Regions from separate parts of the Hordeum vulgare genome. Here regions 2 and 3 are each linked to region 1. A link is a contact called in public Hi-C data. All regions are on one chromosome and are shown on one strand. The core of a region is the stretch at or near the end of the contact, and the rest is flanking DNA. Distances in the headings are between cores, read along the strand shown.

Region 1 (4,386 bases), core at 671-3,170:
AACAGAAGTGGGGCGATCACCTACTATGACTTTCAAATTTTTGTATGATCGCATGTGGAAGCGTATCAATGGAATGTCTGATAGACCATTGTCTAGGAAAGGAGTGGAGATTCTTTTAAAATCTGTGATTCAGGCGATTCCAACATACATTATGAGTTGTTTCCATCTTCCCATTGGTACTTGCGAGCAAATGAGGAGAAATATTGTGAATCAGTGGTGGGGTTTTGCTGATGGTAATCGAAAGATGCATTGGCGTTCATGGGACTGGTTGCCATGTCCGAAATCTATGGGTGGACTTGGTTTCAGAGATATGAGTATGTTCAATCAAGCTATGTTAGGCAAGCAATGCTGGCGGCTAATCACAGAACCAAATACATTATGTGCTCGTGTCCTTAAGGGACGTTATTTCCCAAATACAGATTTCTGGAGCGCAAAATGTCCACGGTCTGCTTCCTATACTTGGTGAAGTATTCTTCATGGCATGTAGCTTGTCAAGAAAGGTGTCCGATGGGGTGTGGGTAACGGCGCTTCCATTAGGATTCAGGATGATCATTGGATTCCTGGTGTCAATCCACAGTTTTTACATCTGCTGACTCCTATATCGGCTGGACAGAAGGTTAATTCGCTCTTTGCTGGTGATGGCCTCACTTGGAATACTCAACTAGTCTGATCTGTCTTTGAGGAATCGATTGCGGATCAAGTTCTACAACTTCCCATCAGTCGGTTTGGGGACACTGACTTTGTGGCATGGCCACATACACGTTCTGGTACATACTCGGTCCGATCTGCCTATCATTTGGCAAGGGTGACAAAGATGATCATATCCCGCAGCATGTCAGGTCGTGGTTTGTCTTCTAATCTACAATGTGAAACTATTTCATGGAACAAAATTTGGGCAATCAAGGCTCCGGGAAAGATGTTGATAAGTATTTGGAGATTCGCTCATGATTGCTTGCCATCAGGAATGCAACTTCACCGACGACATATCCCTGCTTCTAAGGTTTGTGTCCATTGTTCTGCAGATGAGCACATAGAACATGCATTGCTATTTTGTCCTTATGCAAAAGCGGGTTGGTCTGATGTTAAAGCCTACTTCAACTTGCATCTTTGTCGGAAAGGATTCAAAAATTGCAAAACATGGATCTTTGAGTTTTTGGCAAGTTGCGATGACCTTTCTGCCACAGTTCTTGCAGTCACGTGTTGGCATATTTGGGATGCTAGAAATAAACTACGAGAAGAAAATATTACTCAGCATCCTACTAGTGTGGCTCTGAAAGTTAAAGCTTATGTTGACATGATAGTGCAGCATTTGTACATTACTTCTACCAACCATAGGCGTGAACCCTCTACAACAGCATCCTCGGTTCCGCCGCCGACAGGTAAGGTGATGATTAACGTTGATGCTGTCATTTTTACACATGACAAGAGCATGGGGGCAGGTGTGGTGATGCGAGAACATTTAGGTTCTTGCATCGTTTGTTATGGTATTGGTGTTCCTGATGTGATCCTTCCTGAGTTAGCGGAGGCCATTGCAATTCAGAGAGGATTGCAATTTGCATTGAGTGAAGAAATTCAGGAAGTCTTGGTTCTGATTGCTTGACAGTTGTCCGGCGTGTCAACTTACTGGACCAAGATCGATCTATTTGTGGTTCTGTGATTCAGGACATTAAGCAACTTAAGACTTTGTTCACTAGTTGTTCTATCTTTCATGTGCGTAGGGAGCAGAATGTTGCTACACATCTGTTAGCTCGATCTTGTAATCAGCTAGAGTGTCGCGTTTGGTGTGGTGTGTCCCCGAAATGTATCCAGGATGCTATTTGTATGGATATTATGCCATAATCTATAAAGTGGGTTTGATATAAAAAAAACGAGAAAGAGGAAACCCCACACCGCTGCCGCTCCGAAGGAGAACCGAGGAGAAAGATCCGGACGATACGAGCTGAGCTCCCATCGCATCGCCCGGCGCCTCGCAACAACACCCGCTCGCTGCTTCCCTCGTCCTCAGCTCCGCCGAATCGCGTCGCCGCCGGCCGAGAGGTTCGCAGCCCCGATCCACCTCCTCCCTCCTCCCCGCCACCGCCACCCCCACCCCCAGGCGCGCGGTCGGCTACTTTTCTCTCCCGAGTCCTGTAGCTTGCCACTGTTCCATTCCTGGGCGTGCCTGCCACCCCCATCACGCGCGCTCAGGTGGCGCAGTGCAGTGGTGGTGGTGGAGCACTGGGACTGGGAGGCAAGCGCGGGCCGTGTGGTGCCCCCCTGGGCCCCCTCACCCCTGTCCTGGCACCGGCAGCAATCTCTCCCGTAGATTCGATTCCATCCCCCCCCCCCCCCCCCCCCCGCACTCACTCCCATAAGAGAAAAGACGCTCCCCTTTCCGCCGCCCAAATCCCTCCTTTCTCTTCCCCATCCCTCCCTCGTACGCACGCACGCACGCACGCACTCGCGCTTCGCTTTTATTAACCCGTTTGCTGCCCAGGCCATTGGATTCGTGGCGTTGGCGAGCGTGGTCGCCAGCAGGAGAGGAGGGACGGCGGCGGCGGCGACTGTTCGCGGGATGAGCTTCGGCGGCGCCAGCTCCGTCGCGGCCGGTACGTATTATGCCTCTGATTCATTGTGATTTGTGCCCCTCGTTCGTTTGATGCGCCGGCTTTGATGTGCTGGGCGGGACGGTGGGTGGCTTGCAGGTGCGAAGCGGCCGTTCGAGTACGGGAGGACGCATGTGGTGAGGCCCAAGGGGGCGCACAAGGCCACCATCGTCTGGCTTCACGGCCTCGGCGACAATGGAGCCAGGTACGCAACCGCCCTTTCCCCCTTCTTTCCTTCCAGGTTCAGCTTGTCTGGATGCATTCATGGATTCACAGATATCGGACGTCCTGTCTGTTCGTACTGAATTTTTCGATGAATCTCGTGTATGTTCTCCATGTCTCTCAACCAACTGTACTTTAGATAGAATGCGGCACGGAACCATCTCACTGTCCTTCTGTTTGTGATAGCGGTTTGTGGAAATCAATCTCCCTTCCCAATAAACATGTAAGCTGATGATACCGATCTCCTGAATCATCTTTTTGGGTGAATAGATATCTACGCCACATTTTCAATGATCAATGGATTAAAATCTGTTACTCCCTCCGATCCATATTAATTGTCGCTGATTTAGTACAAAGTTGTACTAAATACACTCGCTAATATGGATCGGAGGGAGTATAATATTTTCTACTGTCTCGGACGGCATAGTCACCATTGCTGAATGTTCATTAAATACACTTGTTTTGGCATAAATTACTGCATTTTTATTGGCAAGAAAGGTATCCTCTGTGCTAGCATGATTTCAAAGAAACGGTGTGCTATTCTTGAAATTGTTTAAAAGGGGTTTATGGGGCGTGGACATTTGGATTTTTCGTTCAGCTGTGTGACCCGTCTCCACGCCTTCTGATGTTGCTGCCGGCGTGTCATTTACATCATGGAGAGCAAGCTGAGCGGAACATGACGTGGGTGTATCACGCGCTAGACCAGCTCTAATTTAAAACTACGCATCACCATTAAAAATTATTTTTAGATAAACCAACAGACATAATTGATGTTATGTTATATTTGCAGCTGGTCTCAACTGTTGGAAACTCTTCCCCTTCCTAATGTAAGTTAGGATCTAGAGTTCAGTTTTCAAGTATGTTCCTATTGGAAGTCTTTATGATTCTCTGATTTGCTACCGCTTCAGATAAAATGGATTTGCCCAACTGCACCTACGAGGCCCGTGGCAATTTTTGGTGGATTCCCATCTACTGCATGTATGTTCTGTAACATGTGAATTTTCTTATTTATCTCTTGGATGTATCGTGCTAACTCCTTTTGGCATAGCTATTTGTTTTGATAGGTGTGTGCTGATATGGTTTTGTCTTTTTCTGGGATCACAGGGTTTGACGTTGCTGATCTTTCAGAAGATTCTCCTGATGATGTTGAGGGGCTGGATTCCTCAGCTGCACATGTTGCAAATTTATTGTCTACCGAACCTGCAGACAGTATGGTTCCGCGTCAATTTCCGTTTGTCTACTTTCTTTAAACGCGTTCTTATCAAGCACACACCAGATATGAAAAGACATTCCTCGTTATTATCTGTTTGTCCGTTAGCATTTTTTTTACATCTCTAGATGCTTGTAAAGGTCATGCATATTTCCCAAGAACCAAGCTATTTTGTTCTCATATGTTGATAATTCAATAGAATGGACTCTACCAGGGTCTTGTTCATCACTAAAAGTTTTACATTAATCATCGCAGTCAAGCTTGGTGTTGGTGGCTTTAGTATGGGTGCTGCTACTGCGCTTTACTCCGGTACTTGCTTTGCTCATGGAAAATATGGAAATGGCAATCCATACCCTGTAAACCTAAGTG
Region 2 (4,281 bases), core at 1,450-3,949, 280 kb before region 1:
GAGCGTGACGCGTCTCATTAAGCTTCATTGTTCGTTCGCTCGCTTAACTTACCTTTCTTGACTCATGTTTTTTCTCACAACTGTTTTGTGCTGCTGGTTTAGGAAAAAGATCATCCACCGGTTTTTACGATTTTGAAACATTCACAGGTTTGCTAAAAAGAATCATGATTTTGTAAAAATGGTTCACCAATTTCAAAAATGGTTCAGGAAATTAAAAAGGTTTGTAAAAACTCACGAATATGAGAAAACAATTCACAAACTTGACAAACATTGGTGCTTTTGACAAAAATATCATGGAGTTGAAAAAATATTTTGATTTTAAGGAAATGTTCATGGATTTCAAAAAAATATCATGGTTTTGTAAAATGTTCACGAATTTTAGAAAATAGAAAGTAAAATAAAAAACCAAATAAAGTAGCCAAATCCAAAAAGAAAAGAACTAGACAAAGAAGACACACAACAAAAAGGAAAAAAAGTAACTAGGTACATCAGGTGCGCTTTCTCAGTTGATTACATGGTGGAAGTAAACACAGAGGCTGAGGATGCCGAAAAGCACGACGACTATATTTGGCATTAAGCGAGATGAAAGGAAATCTATCTTCAAGCATCTACAGTTTTGGGCCGGCCGAAAAGAGACTTTAAAAGAAATGAAGGTTTGTGGAATATACTGCAACTGCCAAAAAGCATGGTGACTATATTTCGCATTAAACGAGATGAAAGAAAGTCTTTCTGCAAGCATCTACAGTTTCGGGCTGACCCACTAGCAAATTTAAAAGAAATGGAGGCTTGTAGAATACACTATAACCGGTGCTGACGATGCCAAAATGCACGGCGACTATATCTTGAATTAAGAAGATGAAAGCAAGTTTCGATGCGAGCATCTACAGTTCAGAACGGCCCAATAGCGAATTTATAAGAAATGGAGGTTTGTTGAATACACTGTAACCGATGTTAAGGACGCCAAAAAACTGCAGCGACTATATTTCCCATTAAGCGAGGTGAAAGGAAGTCTCGCTGCAAGCATCTTTAGTTTCGGGCTGACCCAATACCGACTTTAAAAGAAATGGAGGTTTGTGGACACCAAAAAGCCCGGTGACTACATCTCGCACTAAGCGAGATGACATGAAGTCTCGCTTGAAGCATCTACAGTTTCGGGCCGACGCATCTTTTTCTTCATTTTTCCTTGTTTTTCTTGGTTTTCTTCTCAGTTTCTATTTTTTCAATAATATTTTTGGTATATGTCTAATACATTTTTAATTCCATTTTGCACATTTTTTTAGGGCATGGTCAATATTTCTTCCTGTACACACTTTTAACATTTTTCAAACCCTTGATTAACATTTACTCCCTCCGTCCCGAATTAAGTGACGCGGAGGGAGAGCTAAGCTAGTATAAATTTGTATACAACTGGCGTCAGTTAAATCGGGACAGAGGTAGTATTAAATAATGGTAACAGTATTTTAATACACGGTCAAAATTTATTATAGAGACAATTAAAATTTCAAATACTTTTTAAATATATTTCTAAATGCTTGATTAACAATTTTTATATACAAAATCAAAAATTTAATCCTTTTTTAAATATATTTTTAAATGCTTGTTCTGATGAATTTGAATGCTTGATAAATATTTTCTAAATAGATGATCAATTTTTATATATTTTCCATATGTGTGATAAACATTTTATCTATAAACATTCAACATTTTAAAATGTTTTTTATAAAGTGTTTTTTGTTTTTTATATATTTATAATATATATAGTAAATAAAAATAAAAAATAAAGAAAAAACGAACGAGAAAACGTAAAAGAAAAAAGAAAAGGTTGTAGCCTCCCATGCAGTTGGCCGGCCCATCTGGACATCCCCAACGTGAGGCTTCCCTGTGTCTCGCTTACAGCGAGATTGGCGCCCGCCAAAAAGGAGTTGGGATACGCCTGAAAAAGGGAGTTGGGGATATGGGAGATACACAGGAGCACTTGGGTGCTCCATCCCTATACTAAAATTATATTCTAAAAGTACCAGGAAAAATCAAAATATGAATCCTTGGGATCTTATGCTTCGGTGCCCGGAGCTTCATAGAAAAATACCAGGAAATGTATCCGTGGCGAAGAAAATACAGTTCAAACTAAAATCCATCGAAACAGTTTTGTCTATACATATGATTTTTTTTGTGTGTTTTTGCCACGGACATGTTTCATTTTTTGAACAAAAATTCACACTGAAGTAGATTAGGCACCCAGGTTTCATATTTCAAAGCCCCAGATATTTTATTTTGAAATTTCCCAGTACATTATTGAACATAATGTGCATACAGGGGTGTGGAGCACCCAGGTGCTACAAATCCTCTTCCTTGGGGATATGGGCTTGATACTGACCTACACAACATACGCCGCAAACTTACCCGTTGTCTCTTCTCGAAAGTCAAAACAAAAGAAAAACTTACCCGTGTTCATTCTCTCTCTCTCAAAAGAAACATTATCATCCAGCGGCTCCAGTTCATCTCTCCGTTTGAGAACTTGCCTAGCGCAGCGACGATCTTTTGTGCTCGAACTCCCCCAACACTGTCACGTGGATCGCCGCAGCGGTGGCAGTGGCTGGACCATTGGGCACCGGGTGATCTGAAGATCCGTTGCAGTGGGTTCGGTTCGGCTAACCACTTGTCTGAGCGCTGCTGACATCTAAGCACTGTCGCCCCGGAGACCTCACTAATATTTGTCCTTTGTCAGATTGCACGATCCCTTGCTTCCGCGCGCTCATCATCTCCTTTGCAGTGACAGCGATGTGCGGTAAAACGAGGATGGGCCCGTGCCACGTTAGTTTTCAGTGTATCCGTGGGCCTGCACTGTACTCTGCTTTGGCCAGTGTCAATGATGACCTTGTGCTTGAACCCATTCAGAGGTTTTCCTCTGCCCGGTACTACAGTGAATGAGTGTCTCGGGTTAGCAAACCCAGTTCTTTTCGCGTGGGAATGAAGGCAACTCCGAGATCATGTTTTATCCCTTTTTTATCCGTTTAAGTCGGTTGCCTGCTCTGTGTCCGCTCTGTTGTAATATACATATTTAGATTAAAAAGGCCCTCGATCATAGATCATGCCAACGCCCAAGAGTTTATACCGATATCATGACAGCGCCCGGCATACATTGTGAGTCTACAGAAAACCACCAAACAGTTCATGCCGGCACACTTGTCAGCGGTCGGCACACGTGCTAGCACACCAAAAGAGACCGGAATTCGACCACGTCATGTCGGTCAGTGGTCATGCGAGCATACTTGTCGGCATACAAAAAAGGGACTGTGATCTCCGTCGCAGATCACAGATGATCGAACTTGAGCATTCCGGCCTCCATCTTCTCGAACCATAGTCTCTTCCTCGGCGACACGGTGTTCAGAGCAACCTTCATGATCTCCGCACCCGTCTTCATGCTTGCCAGGGCCACTTCTTTCGCCTTGGTCTTGGCATTGGCGGCCTCGATCTCGAGCATCTTGGCTTGATTCGTCTCCTCCAACTCAAGCATCTTGGCTTGCTTCTCTGCATCCATCTCGAGCCTCCTTCTTTGGATTTTCATGAAGGCATTCATATGCTCTTCCTTTTCTTGCCCACGCTTCTCCTCCCTCAAGTCCTTCTTGCTTATCATGCCCTCCATTTTTTCAAGCAAGGCGATCGACGCCGCGTCCCGCTTGTCCTCCTTCTTTGAGTTGGTCTTCCCCCGCGATCGTGCCTTCTCGCCGCCATCATGGGTCCTCCACAGCTTCTTTCCCCCCACGCGCCAAGAGGGCGGCATATTGCACCTTGAACTTCTACTCCCCATTGATTATAGTCCAACAATGGGAGAGATGGAAGGCCTTGCCATTGTGTTGAATCTTGAATCCATCCAAAGCTTGGAACACCTACAATTCAAACCAAGCAAGAATATGTCGGCAAATGGAGATGCAATCAACGGGAAAATGTGTGGCACCAAAAGGAAATGAGAGGGCATGCATACCATGTCTTGCATGTCGAGGCCTCTCACGGTGAGTGCCTTGATGCTCTCATAAGTGGCACAAAACTTGTTGCACTCTTGTTGAATCACCCTGCAACGTTTCGGAAGTGACACCCATCCACACTTGCTTTGCATTTGGCACGGGGGGGGGGGGACTTCTTGCGCTCGTGGAACTCATGATGGACACGAGTCCATAAGGCTGAATACTTTTATTCGGCGCCGACCTTCAGGTCTTGCCCAATGTCCCTCCAGCACTCACAAAGGAGCTTGTCCTCGGCCGACATGTATGCCTTCGTCCGCTT
Region 3 (4,612 bases), core at 718-3,217, 370 kb after region 1:
GGCAGGAGTGTCCATCACGAAGGGCTGTTGTCAGGTGTTCTCACCATTACACCCGATGTTTATCTTTGTTACTCCCTCCTATCCCAATTAATTGACGCTGCTTTAATACAACTTCGTACTAAAGTTATACTAAAGCAGCGTTAATTAATGAATTGGAGTACCGCAGATAAGAAATTCACAAATTAATAAAATAATGCATCACAGACATAATGATAAGAAATTAAGTTAAACCTAAAGCAATTTGATTTCTTGTTATCCAAAGACAGATAGCGGCGTTTGATAAGTCGCATTTATGTATATGGTGATGAGACCAAATTTGTTTTCTAGTTTAGACCAAAGAGATTGTTTTCATCAGATGTTATGTGGGGAATCCCTTAGCAGAGGAGGAAGCCCGCAACAGCTGCACCTGAGTTGGAATGGGCTAGACAGAAATCAGGACTATTTTTTTATTATGGAAGGGTCTTGTATCGTTAACCTGAAGTCGGTTCAATAGAACCGGCAGCAATCACGGTCTGCAAGAGAGTTTGAGTCGAATCAGAGTTATATCCGTTGAGGGCACCAAATCCTCAAGTCGGATGTATAAAGCCCCCTAACTGCATCGATTGATTCAAGCTATCCATAACTAATATATGTCTCCCTAATCTCTTTCTGCTCTCTCCTATTCTCATCCATGTTTTCATGTCTCAATAGGAAACAAAGTCTTACAAACGAGAGGAAAAAAGGGGGGCAGGAAAGGAGAAAGGTGAATTCAACACACTAGTAGGAAGCCCTTCTTTGCTCTCTCCTATGCCCGTTATTCTCTGCTCGTACACTGGATACCGTCCCCCCTCGCTGATGGCTCATCAGCCCTCTAGCCATCATGGTAACAGGTATCCCCTTCGATCCAGAGGCTCTAACACTAGAAATGTTTATGAAAGTATAGTAGCAAAACTACCATCCTTTTAGACAGAATCGTGCTAAGCATATGTAGAAGGGTAGACAGTATGATATGATGAACTGACTTCTCATCCTGTAGTGAACATAAATAATGAACGTTCCACGCATAACACCACGAGATGTTTAATACAGCCACATAAAATTTAATCAGCACACCCATCTAAACGGAACATAAGTGTGTGTTCACAGTTTTGCATAATCTGTATGAACTATGAAGCACCAAGCTTGTTTATTTTTTTTGGAGAAAAGAAAGAGATATCCATACACATGGGGCCAAGATTAACAAAATATGTAAAAGGATAAAATCCAGTGAGCAACCCTGTATCACCAGCAAGGTATAAAGGTGTGAGTTTCATCGAATTAAACCATACAAAACATCATACTACTAACAGTAAAAATCCAAGAGAGTCAGCCGGCAATTCCTAAATCCAAGAGTAAAGATAAAACCCGGGGCGAAGGCATGGGTGACGGCCTGCATGACAGGACTGCAATTTATATCAAACCGGCAAGATCGACCCTGGCCTGCAGCAGGCGAGAAGGGACGGGAGGAGGAGGATTTGCAGGAGCAGCTGCCGCGACGGGGAGGAGAGGGAGATGTGGTTGCACGAGCAACCGTCGAGCCGGGGAGGAAGGAGATGCAGGGGGTAAGAGTGCGTGGGGGACGGGAGGAGTAGGAGGAGAAAGGGGACGATGAGGGGGGCACGGGGGATATACCTGCTCTCCCAGCGACGCCCCCTCGGCGGGAGGGGGCCGGCTGCCGGATCTTAAACCGGCGACGAGGTGTAGCCGCAGGGGAGACGAGTGGATAGGTAGGAGAAGGGTGGGGAAGGGCGACGGGGAGTAGTAGGGGAGAAGAAGGAAGATGAGGCGGAGGGGAGGGGGAGGAAACTTGTACCTCCACAGCAGCGAGGCGCGGCGGACCTTTCTGCGGCGGCGATGTGGACGGCGGCGACGTGGGCGAGATCCAAGGGAGCCGCGCGAGAAGGAGAGAGTGGTGTGAGTAGTAGAGACCGCGGAGCGACCACGCGAATAAACCCCTTTCCCCCTATATTTTTTCTTGGAAAGGCGTAGTTCCTCGGATTATCCTATGTCTCAGTCGATTTATAGTTTTGTGCATATAATAAAATCTCGCTTTGACCTAGAAAAGTACTGCTCCCTCCGTCCATAAATATAGGTTGTTCTGTTTTTTTCTTCTAAATCAAAGTTATATAGACATGTTTTAGTTTATTTCTTCGTTTATTTCAGTTTGTATGTAGTTCATATTAAAATATTCAAAACGTCTTATACTTTTGAAGGGAGAGAGAACTAGTTTGTACATCAAATTCGTGATTTCTATTATAAAAAGGAATGGTCGGTGTTAAAAGGGTGACGGTGGGTGCTTTTGATTAGTGTGTTTTTCACTAGTTAATTCGGTTCGACAATGCGGTTTCTAGGTAAATATGGTTGTGATACATCAACAAATACTATATTGATTTATAATTCGATTAGGTTTTTATAAATTTATTTTAATTTGACTTTGGTATGTATCGTATAATCATAGTTTGACGCAAATTTGTTCAAAATGAGGAAATCATATTTTTTGTCTTGTGAGTATATTTTATAACTATATATGTTATATCGATCAACAAACAACGGAAAGAAATCGATTGAGCCTATTTTAGTCAATAGCATAACCAGTTCCCATTTATGAACACTCACATAGTACAACTATAGCGTTAGTATCAGGGCAGTTTTTTGTTAAGGTTTTTTTAAAAGAGATTGGAATTGCTTTGTACTAACATAATTGTTGTAGTTAAATATTCATTGAATTCCAGAAGGATGTCGAATGGAGTCAGTGACATTGTAATTTTCCTTATTCCCAAGAAAAAACATGTAGTCGAGCATAAGTTTTTTCTGTCCAATCTGCATCTATAATATTGTATACAAGATTATTTCAAAGCATCTCGTAAATAGACGGCGGCATTTTCTTGATGGGTTGATCACTCTCACCTAAAGTGCTTTCATCTTTAGAAGAATGATCACTAATAATGCACTCATTTCCTCTAATGTTTGTATACTCTGTTGTCGTCTCGGGATGAGCGTTCAAATTATTGTGTGTACAAGCTTGACTTGGCTAAGGCAAAACAGGCGTAACATAATGGCATATTCTTAATGGGTTGAATGCTTTGGGTTTCTCTTCGAAATGGATTAACTAACTTATGAAACTACATAATGCCCCGCACGTTGCTGCGAAAACATTGCTAAAAATGGATAAATAGTTGTTATAAAAAAAATCTAAAACTAATGAAAAACGAATGTAAGCTTAAAAACAATATAATACAAAGCGTATAAAAGAGAGTAAAAATTACATGTTAAATATAATTTCTAACAAAATATAAAGGGTGAACTCTAATGCAAAAAACTACTTATGACTAATATGCATGAATTGATGATGTTGATGATGTAACACCATTGCATACGTAGAGTAATGCAAAAGATGTTATTTATGTCTTACATGCATATTTGTTTATGTGTCATGGTTGCATGAAAATTAGGTAGTGGGATGTAGCTATTTAGAAATAGAGGATGTGTGACCAAGGGAAACAAACGGTGCTCACTTGGTCAGCCGCTGGACTCTTTGTGCCTACTCGTGGTATTCTCCAAGATGATCCTCTCACCTCATAATTGTTTCTCTTCGTGACTGACGCTTTGGCCGCATTGCTGAATGCTAGCATATCTAGGCCCAGTTCTTTTCACCCTGGATTCTAGAGAATCAGGATTATGGGAAATTCTTCCAGAATCTGCTTCTCCCAGAATCTGTCATCGAGTTCTTTTCAGAGATTGTAATTTGAGATTTCGGAGAGTGTTGTGTGTTGAAATGTCTATACTGCCCTTAGACAGAAGTTGTTTGATGATTTGTTAACACTCTATTGTTTCTAACAGTAACGAAAGTGTATTTTACGGATGTCATAAAAAGTGTTAAATATTACAATGGGTTTAAAGTTTTGTTCATGACCGCAAGTGCATAAACTAAAAACAAAAGAATACTCTCAAGGTACAAGACTAGCAGCAATAGCATCATGTGTTGCATTCATATTTCATGGTACCATCATCTTCTGGTGGTAGAGCGTTGGCACCTGTAAACGGCAATGGAGGTTGCACGTATGCATCATTGTCAAACTTGTCGAAATGCTCATCACGTAACTTGCTATCACGGATCCAATTATGGAGACACATGCATGCAGTGATAATCATTTTTTGGGTCTCCGGTTTGTACCGAGGTATGCCTTCGAGAATTCGCCATTTCATCTTCAGAACACCAAATGTTCTTTCGATGACATTTCGCAAAGAAGAATGTCGATGGTTGAATGTCTCATATCTCCCAACTGGTGGGTGTTGTTGGAAATCTGGTACATGGTATCGTTGCCCTTTGTATGGTGCTAGATAACCAACCCTGTTTGGATATCCGGAGTCCACAAGATAATATTTATGTACAGTAGGACATCAACATAAGACATTAGAAATTTATAGCATACCATGTTGAATATTACTACATGGACACATGAGAGAGATTACCTGTGGGGGGGTTGTGGAAAGTGATCATAACGAACTATGGCATCGCTCCATACATGTGTGTCATGAACAGATCTGGGCCATCCGGGAACAAAAAACATCTGGGCCATCCGGGAACAAAAAA

Evidence for each region. A called contact is a pair of places that touch in the nucleus more often than the background predicts.
Region 2: a Hi-C map of seedling shows a contact between it and region 1, with 7 times the contacts expected there. The contact joins the enhancer-like site here to the promoter of LOC123443037 in region 1. A contact is called at or near these places in 4 of 6 Hi-C or Micro-C datasets (leaf and seedling) and 1 of 1 datasets of contacts at active chromatin or transcription factors (embryo).
Region 3: a Hi-C map of seedling shows a contact between it and region 1, with 1.9 times the contacts expected there. The contact joins the promoter of LOC123443038 here to the promoter of LOC123443037 in region 1.

Annotation. Positions count from the first base shown.
Region 1 is chr3H:76,209,080-76,213,465 of MorexV3_pseudomolecules_assembly, forward strand. LOC123443037 (acyl-protein thioesterase 1 homolog 1) reads left to right here and starts at 1,921. Exons shown (of 10, transcript XM_045119261.1): 1 at 1,921-2,037; 2 at 2,477-2,588; 3 at 2,685-2,790; 4 at 3,598-3,634; 5 at 3,716-3,785; 6 at 3,912-4,016; 7 at 4,273-4,386. The coding sequence starts at 2,555.
Region 2 is chr3H:75,927,957-75,932,237 of MorexV3_pseudomolecules_assembly, forward strand. No RefSeq gene overlaps it. Among protein-coding and RNA genes, the nearest start is that of LOC123443037, 280 kb to the right of the region's middle. Within about 2 kb of position 2,700, at least 3 of the 3 cell types and tissues checked have open chromatin away from gene starts, as enhancers often do. A contact at or near this core is called in leaf and seedling, where this site is marked.
Region 3 is chr3H:76,582,555-76,587,166 of MorexV3_pseudomolecules_assembly, forward strand. It overlaps LOC123443038, which reads right to left and starts at 1,968. Exons shown (of 2, transcript XM_045119262.1): 1 at 1,832-1,968.